Linked DNA regions of Pan troglodytes: region 2 is linked to region 1. The links are chromatin contacts, called in public HiChIP or PLAC-seq maps. All regions are on one chromosome and are shown on one strand. Each heading gives the region's core, a stretch centred on a gene start, on an enhancer-like site or on the middle of the called end of the contact. The rest is flanking DNA. Distances are from core to core; before and after follow the strand shown.

Region 1 (3,012 bases), core at 263-2,762:
TCTTAAACTAAGAGGCAGTTTCCTCATCTGAAAAATAAGGTTAATACCTAGCTGATAGGCTTGTTGTGAGAATTAAAGGAGACAATGAATATAAAGTGCTTAGTGGCACAGGATTCAATAATGTAAGCTAATATTGTCCAAGAGTCATGAAATAGGGCTAATGACTAAAGAGTAGAGGATGTTTGCTTGGGTACGTTGGGCTTCAGATTCCTGGGCTTTGTCGAAAGAAAGGAGGAATGTCTAGTCAGACACAGTTTTTGGTTGCCAGGTGCTGAAGTAAGACTGATCCCTGCATTTTTTTCTGTGAGCTGAGGTTCTGTGGACTCTTCTCTGAGGGGAGAGAACCTTGTAAATGCGTTATATATTACAAATGTCTGATGAGAGGAGACCTCGAATACTAGATAAAAGGTATGTGTGGAGGACAGTGTGAATACCCTAACTAAAAGAGCGTTCCCGCTTCACTATTTTACTTAAGAGTGATACTTAACTTACTGGACAAAAACAGCTTTGAGGTTAAAAAAATTTTTTTATCACTGCTTTAAAGTTCACATTAATGAGAAGTAAACAATTGCAAGAGTCAGAGTATCCTAATCATTTAGTTATACACATTTTACCTTTAAAATGCATGATTTCTGTAATTTTGTTTTTGTGTTTAGGTAATTCTAGGTTTTAACGAGGGTTCTGTGTACCCAGAAAAAATAATATGTGCGTCTTTCAAATAGAACTTGAGGAAATAATAGTATTTGCTTTATGGAACCACGAATTCCTACCTCCCGACTAATTTTAAGTAACATGTAAACCAATGTGAATGATGAGTCCACTTTTTAGTCATTAAACAGTAATTGTAAAATGTAGTGAGATTGTCAGCCCATGCAAACAACTGTTTAATGCTGTACAACTCAGACATGAACTATTTTGACTGTTTTCAGTCCCAAGAATTTGTTTAAATGAGGTTCCATTCTCTTTATTCTTAACAGATCTCAAGAATCGGGAGGGTGGAAATTTGTAACTGAAAACATGGAATTAGTTCCAAAATATGAATTGATGTTAAGAGCTGGGGTTCTAAAAATCACCTCCTTTTCTTCTGCATGTGAACGTATGGTGGAGTCCTTAAACTTTCTTTCTAAACTTCTCAAAATTCTGGTTATATATAAAAGACCCGCAGTCACAAGGGAGAAAGAGTGGGAACAGAATGTAAATTTTATAGTAGAGAAGATTTACATTTTGCGCTTTCTCACTATTCATTTGCCATTAACAAAGGTTATCTAGCAACTTTAATTTTAGTTTGGGGGGGGCTAACACGGGTCTTGCAAAAGAAGTTTCCTCTTGAAGCACTTGCTTTAGAAAAAGCCTTTTGGCCACCTTCCCAGGCGGTAGCGAATTAAGCTGCGCAGGCGCCTTGCTTCCCCCTCCATCAACATGTTCGATTGGCCTACGATTGATTACATCATTGGTCCGCGCAACCCTAGCAGGCTTCTGGGCCTGTAGCTGAGCCGAAGCTCTTCCTTTTGCGTAGCGGGGCGGGGCACGATGGTGGCGGGAGGGTGGTGGGGGGGAAATTGTTTTACTACGCATGCGCACCGGGGATGGCGACAGGGCCTCTTTCTTTGCTTCTCTCCACAGCTCTTCCCAGCCGGGGGGCTGAGTGCCCTCCCCCTTCTCTCCCTGCCCCTCCCCTTTCTCCCCCCTCACCGCCCAGCGGGGCTTCTAACTGACAGTTGTCGCCGGGCCCCGTCCGTGCACCGCCTCCTTCTGCCCGTGTCCCCCGCAGGTAGAGGGGGGCGGGAGGGGGTGTGAGGGAGAGGAGGAGTCGGAGCCGCCGCTGCGGCCCCCTCCGGGGAGGGGAGAGGAGAACCCCCTTCCTCCTCGCCCCCTCCCAGCCCCCCGCTGGCCCGGGAGGGGGTGGGGCGCCGAGGCCGCGCCGAGGCCGCGGCGACCCGGCAGGGCCTGGCCGGTGAAGAGCAGGCGGGCGGGGTGCGGAGGGGTGAGGCCGGCGAGGGCCGTGCGCGCGCCGCCGCCGGGGGGAGGGGAGAGGAGGGCACCTAGGCTCTCCTCTTCTCTCCCCCCTCCTCGCGCGCCATGTAACCCCGCCCCGCCGGCGGTGAGCTCAAGACCCCCGCGCGCACCGAGCCGAGCCGGCGGCTGAGGAGAGCCAGGCCCGATGTGGCGGGGGCTACGCGCCGCGGCCGAGCCGTGAGGAAGCGGCTCGCGCTCACGCGTCCCCCAGCACCTCGAGCGGCTGTTCCACACCGCCCAGCCTAGGCCTGCCGGGGCATGAGTGTGCCCGGGACGCCGGGAGCGATGGAGCCGGCTGGGGAGGAAGAGCGGCCGCCACCGGCGGCCGAAGGAGAGAACGACGAGGAGGAGGTGGCAGCGGCGGCCCAGACCTCAGGGCCGGCCCACGGAAGGAGTGCCTCCTCGCTGGAGGACGCGGACGATCAGGAGGAAGAGATGGAGGCGATGGTGATCGGAGGCGGTTGCTGCAAGGAGCAGGAGCTGACCTACGAGCTACAGCAGGGCTACCGCATCCTGGGCGAGTTCCTGCAGGAGAAGCACCGGGGCCTCACCGCCCCCTTTCTGCAGCCCTTGGGGGGCGTTGCCACCGCGGAGGAGGAGGTGGCGGAAGGGCCGCGCAGCGGGGGCCGGGGCGGTCGCGCCTTCCCGCAGCAGCCCGGACAGGGCATGTGTCTGCTGAAGATGGAAGAGAAGTTCGCCAGCGGCCAGTACGGGGGCATCACCGAGTTCGTGGCGGACTTCAGGTTGATGCTGGAGACGTGCTACCGCCTGCACGGAGTGGACCACTGGATCTCCAAACAGGGCCAGAAGCTGGAGATGATGCTGGAGCAGAAGTTAGCGCTTCTCTCTCGGTAAGCGAGCCCGGTCCCCGGTGGCACTGACAGACTGACACAAAACACACACTCACACGTGCCCGAGGATGGGCTGGGCCAGGGGCCTGGGGGCGGCGCTGATAGGTGCTGAGTCGGTGCTGGAGAAGCCCGGGAGGAGGAGCGG
Region 2 (3,012 bases), core at 242-2,741, 370 kb after region 1:
ACCCGTCACTAAATCCCATCACCAGTATTACCAGGGATGTGGGTGAGGACTGTCAAGGGCATTACAGGCAATGGAATAGCAACACACAAAGATTTGGGGATTTTAACAAACTAAAACCAGTATTTCACGAACACCTAATAAGGACAAGGTCACAACCTATCCCCACATGGTCAAATTAACTTGGAAAGGAGAAAAACTTCACTCTGACATCGATTGGTACTGCCTTCTTTGGGGAGGAAAAAAAGCATTTTTATACTCTGAACTCCGTCGTTCTCATAGACAAAGTTATAGCAGTGTTTGCAGAGAGTAGGGAGTATCCCATCCACCACTTATTTCTTTCTCATATCTACTCAGTAATTCAATACAAGAAAGAAAAAGATAACCAGGACTTAAAGCAAAAACAGAATTCAGTTCCATGCTCCTCCCAAGCCTTATTATTTCCAGGTGTTATAACTGGGAGTTCTGCGGACAGATTTGAGTTCTACTTCCGCTCCTTTAACCCCCTAGTCCGAAGAGTCCAAGAGCAGCAGCAAAGAAAAAGACCAACTCGAAAGTGGGGAAGGGATGTTGGGGTTAAAGAGGGGAGTTAAATAACCAGACCTTTAGTGAAGAATAAAGAATTCAGGCTGTAGTTTGTAGAAGTAAGTTATTACAGGCCTGTAAAGTCTGGCGCTGGGGAAAGCCCAAGAGGCTTTCCCTAACTCCAAAACGGCGACCTTTAAAGTAAGGGAGGGTTGGGGCACCACAGCGGCCGGATTTCTAATTGTGGAAAGTTTAAACAAATTTGTCCCTCGGGGAATGGGGGAAGGGAGGGAAGAACAAGTCTGGGCTCGGCCGGGGAGCGTGCGGAGTCTGCACGCCGCGGCCGTCGGTCCAACGCGGGGAGGCTCAGGGATTTTCGGCAGCAGCGACTTCATCCACCCCGGACCGCCGGCTGGAGGACGTGCCTGCAGCCGGCGGGTACGTGCGGCCAATTCGGTGGGACGAGGACGCGGACTGCGAAGGCAGGTGGGTCTGGCACGAAGGGGCAGGAGTCCTAGGCTCTGGGTGGAAGTTGGGGGTGGGACGGCGCCGGGAGGCCGGGGAGGCAGCGGCGAAAGGCGGCGGGCGGCTCTACTTACTCGGCTGTACCAGATGCTGAGGCGGGCCGCGGCCAGCACGGCGAAGAAAGCCCTCTGCGGGTCGGACTGAACGTGGAAAGGCGCCTCGGCCGGGCTCCCCAGAGGGCACAGCAGCCTCTTGGGCCAGCCGCTCAGAAAATACATGGTCCGTGCGGAGCCCCCGGCGCCCCCAGTTGCGTCCGTCACACTCAGCGGCCCCGGGCTGGTCGCCCACCTCCCACACCGCCACCGGCCGAGTCGGCGGCGGCGGCGGCGGCAGCTCGGGGCATCTGCCCGCTGGCCTGGCCGGGCCGGGCCGACGCGAGGCTGCGCGACGAAGGCACCCCCAAGCTGACGGGGCCGAGTGTGGGGGAGGGAAGGGGAGGGAGAGTAGGGACACAGAGAGGGCGGGAGGAGCGCGGAGGCCCGCCCCGACCCCGCCCCTTCCTCAGGCCGCGCGGGCGTCACCACGCCGCGCCGCGTGGGTCGGGCCGGGGAGGGCCCGCGCGCGCGCTCTGGAGACTCCTGCAGTCTCCCTAGCTGTTTCTTAAGCTCCGCATAAGCCTCGCCCGCGGCCGCCGCGTTGCGTACGCACTTCTGCGCGCTGGCCCCTCCCTTGCTCCTTTCCCTAGCAATCTCCAGGGTTTTACCGGGAGGACCTAGGCAACGGCCTGAGACTCCGAGGCAAGTGGGGCGAGTCTAGGGATAACGCAGCAGCAAGGCTACTGGGCCGGTGGAACACGCCCTGGCCTGGCCAAATTGGACCTCCCTTCCGGATTGGCGGGGTCTCGGTGGGGGCGGGCCGGTTGCCGGGGGGAGCTGGAGTCACGTGACGCCCTGCGCGGTTTCCCACTTTGGGCTGCCGGCCGCTGTGGCTGTGGTGGGCGGTAGGGGCTTTTACCGTGTGAGCTCCTTTAATGCCGGGGTCTGCAGTGAGAGCTGGTGATGAAGCTCCTGCCGGTGTGGAGCTTACATCCCTAAGGGAGCGTTTATTTAATCAGTAAATAAACCACTCACCATGAAAGTATTGAGTTCTGTCTCCTGCCTTTCAGGAGTTCTAAATCTAGGTCTTTGAAATCCGTTTCCATTCGTCTCAGCCTTACCAGCCATAACTTTAGATGAGAGGAGGCTATCTCTTTCGTGCTGCAAAAGGCTTGGACTTGGTTTTAGAACTGGAAGGGACTGGTGATAGCGTAGGTCCATATTTAGCTTTTGGACCCCAGGTATCACCTTAACTGTAACTTTCAACGGATTGACCCAGTGGTAACGTCTGAATAGAAGGAGGGTTGAGGGGATATGGTGTGGGATGGGGGAAGGAGGAGTCTGAAATAGAAGAAAGATTTGCTTCTCATTGTCTACCTTTTTTAGTACAGTTTGAATTTTTCCATATGTTTGTATTACTTTTTCAATTAAAAAGCCAGGTTTAAAAAATGACCCCACATTAAAAAGTAGCAACGTAGGCGGGGTGCTGGGGCTCACGCCTGTAATCCCAGCATTTTGGGAGGCCGAGGCGGGCAGATCACTTTAGGTGAGCAGTTCGAGACCAGCCTGGCCAACATCGTGAAACCCCCGTCTTACTGAAAATACAAAAATTAGCTGGGCGTGGTGGCAGGTGCATGTAATCCCAGTTCCTCGAGAGGCTAAGGCAGGAGAATCGCTTGAACCTGGGAGGCGGAAGTTGCAGTGAACCAAGATCCCTCCACTGCACTCCAGCCTGGGCAACAGAGTGAGACTGTCTCAAAAAAAAAAAAGTAGCAACATAAACAGAAAAAAGGAAACAAAGGAACTTAATTCATATTAGATATAGCATTGTAGCTGGTATTCATAACCAAATATGTAACTTTCTGTGATTTTTCTAAACATTCACTGCATTCCCTGGAAGGTGATTATAGAATCCTGTATTCCTCAAATG

What was found. HiChIP or PLAC-seq counts read pairs in DNA pulled down with a chosen protein or histone mark.
Region 2: a contact with region 1 is called in an H3K4me3 HiChIP or PLAC-seq map of stem cell-derived excitatory neurons, with 4 times the contacts expected there. The contact joins the promoter of RIC1 here to the promoter of BRD10 in region 1. A contact is called at or near these places in 1 of 7 Hi-C or Micro-C datasets (stem cell-derived neural progenitor cells) and 1 of 1 datasets of contacts at active chromatin or transcription factors (stem cell-derived excitatory neurons).

What each region holds. Positions count from the first base shown.
Region 1 is chr11:109,920,123-109,923,134 of NHGRI_mPanTro3-v2.0_pri, forward strand. It overlaps BRD10 (bromodomain containing 10), which reads left to right and starts at 1,513. Exons shown (of 9, transcript XM_063788722.1): 1 at 1,513-1,609; 2 at 2,047-2,867. The coding sequence starts at 2,275.
Region 2 is chr11:110,294,119-110,297,130 of NHGRI_mPanTro3-v2.0_pri, forward strand. RIC1 (RIC1 homolog, RAB6A GEF complex partner 1) reads right to left here and starts at 1,492. Exons shown (of 30, transcript XR_008537235.2): 1 at 1,122-1,492.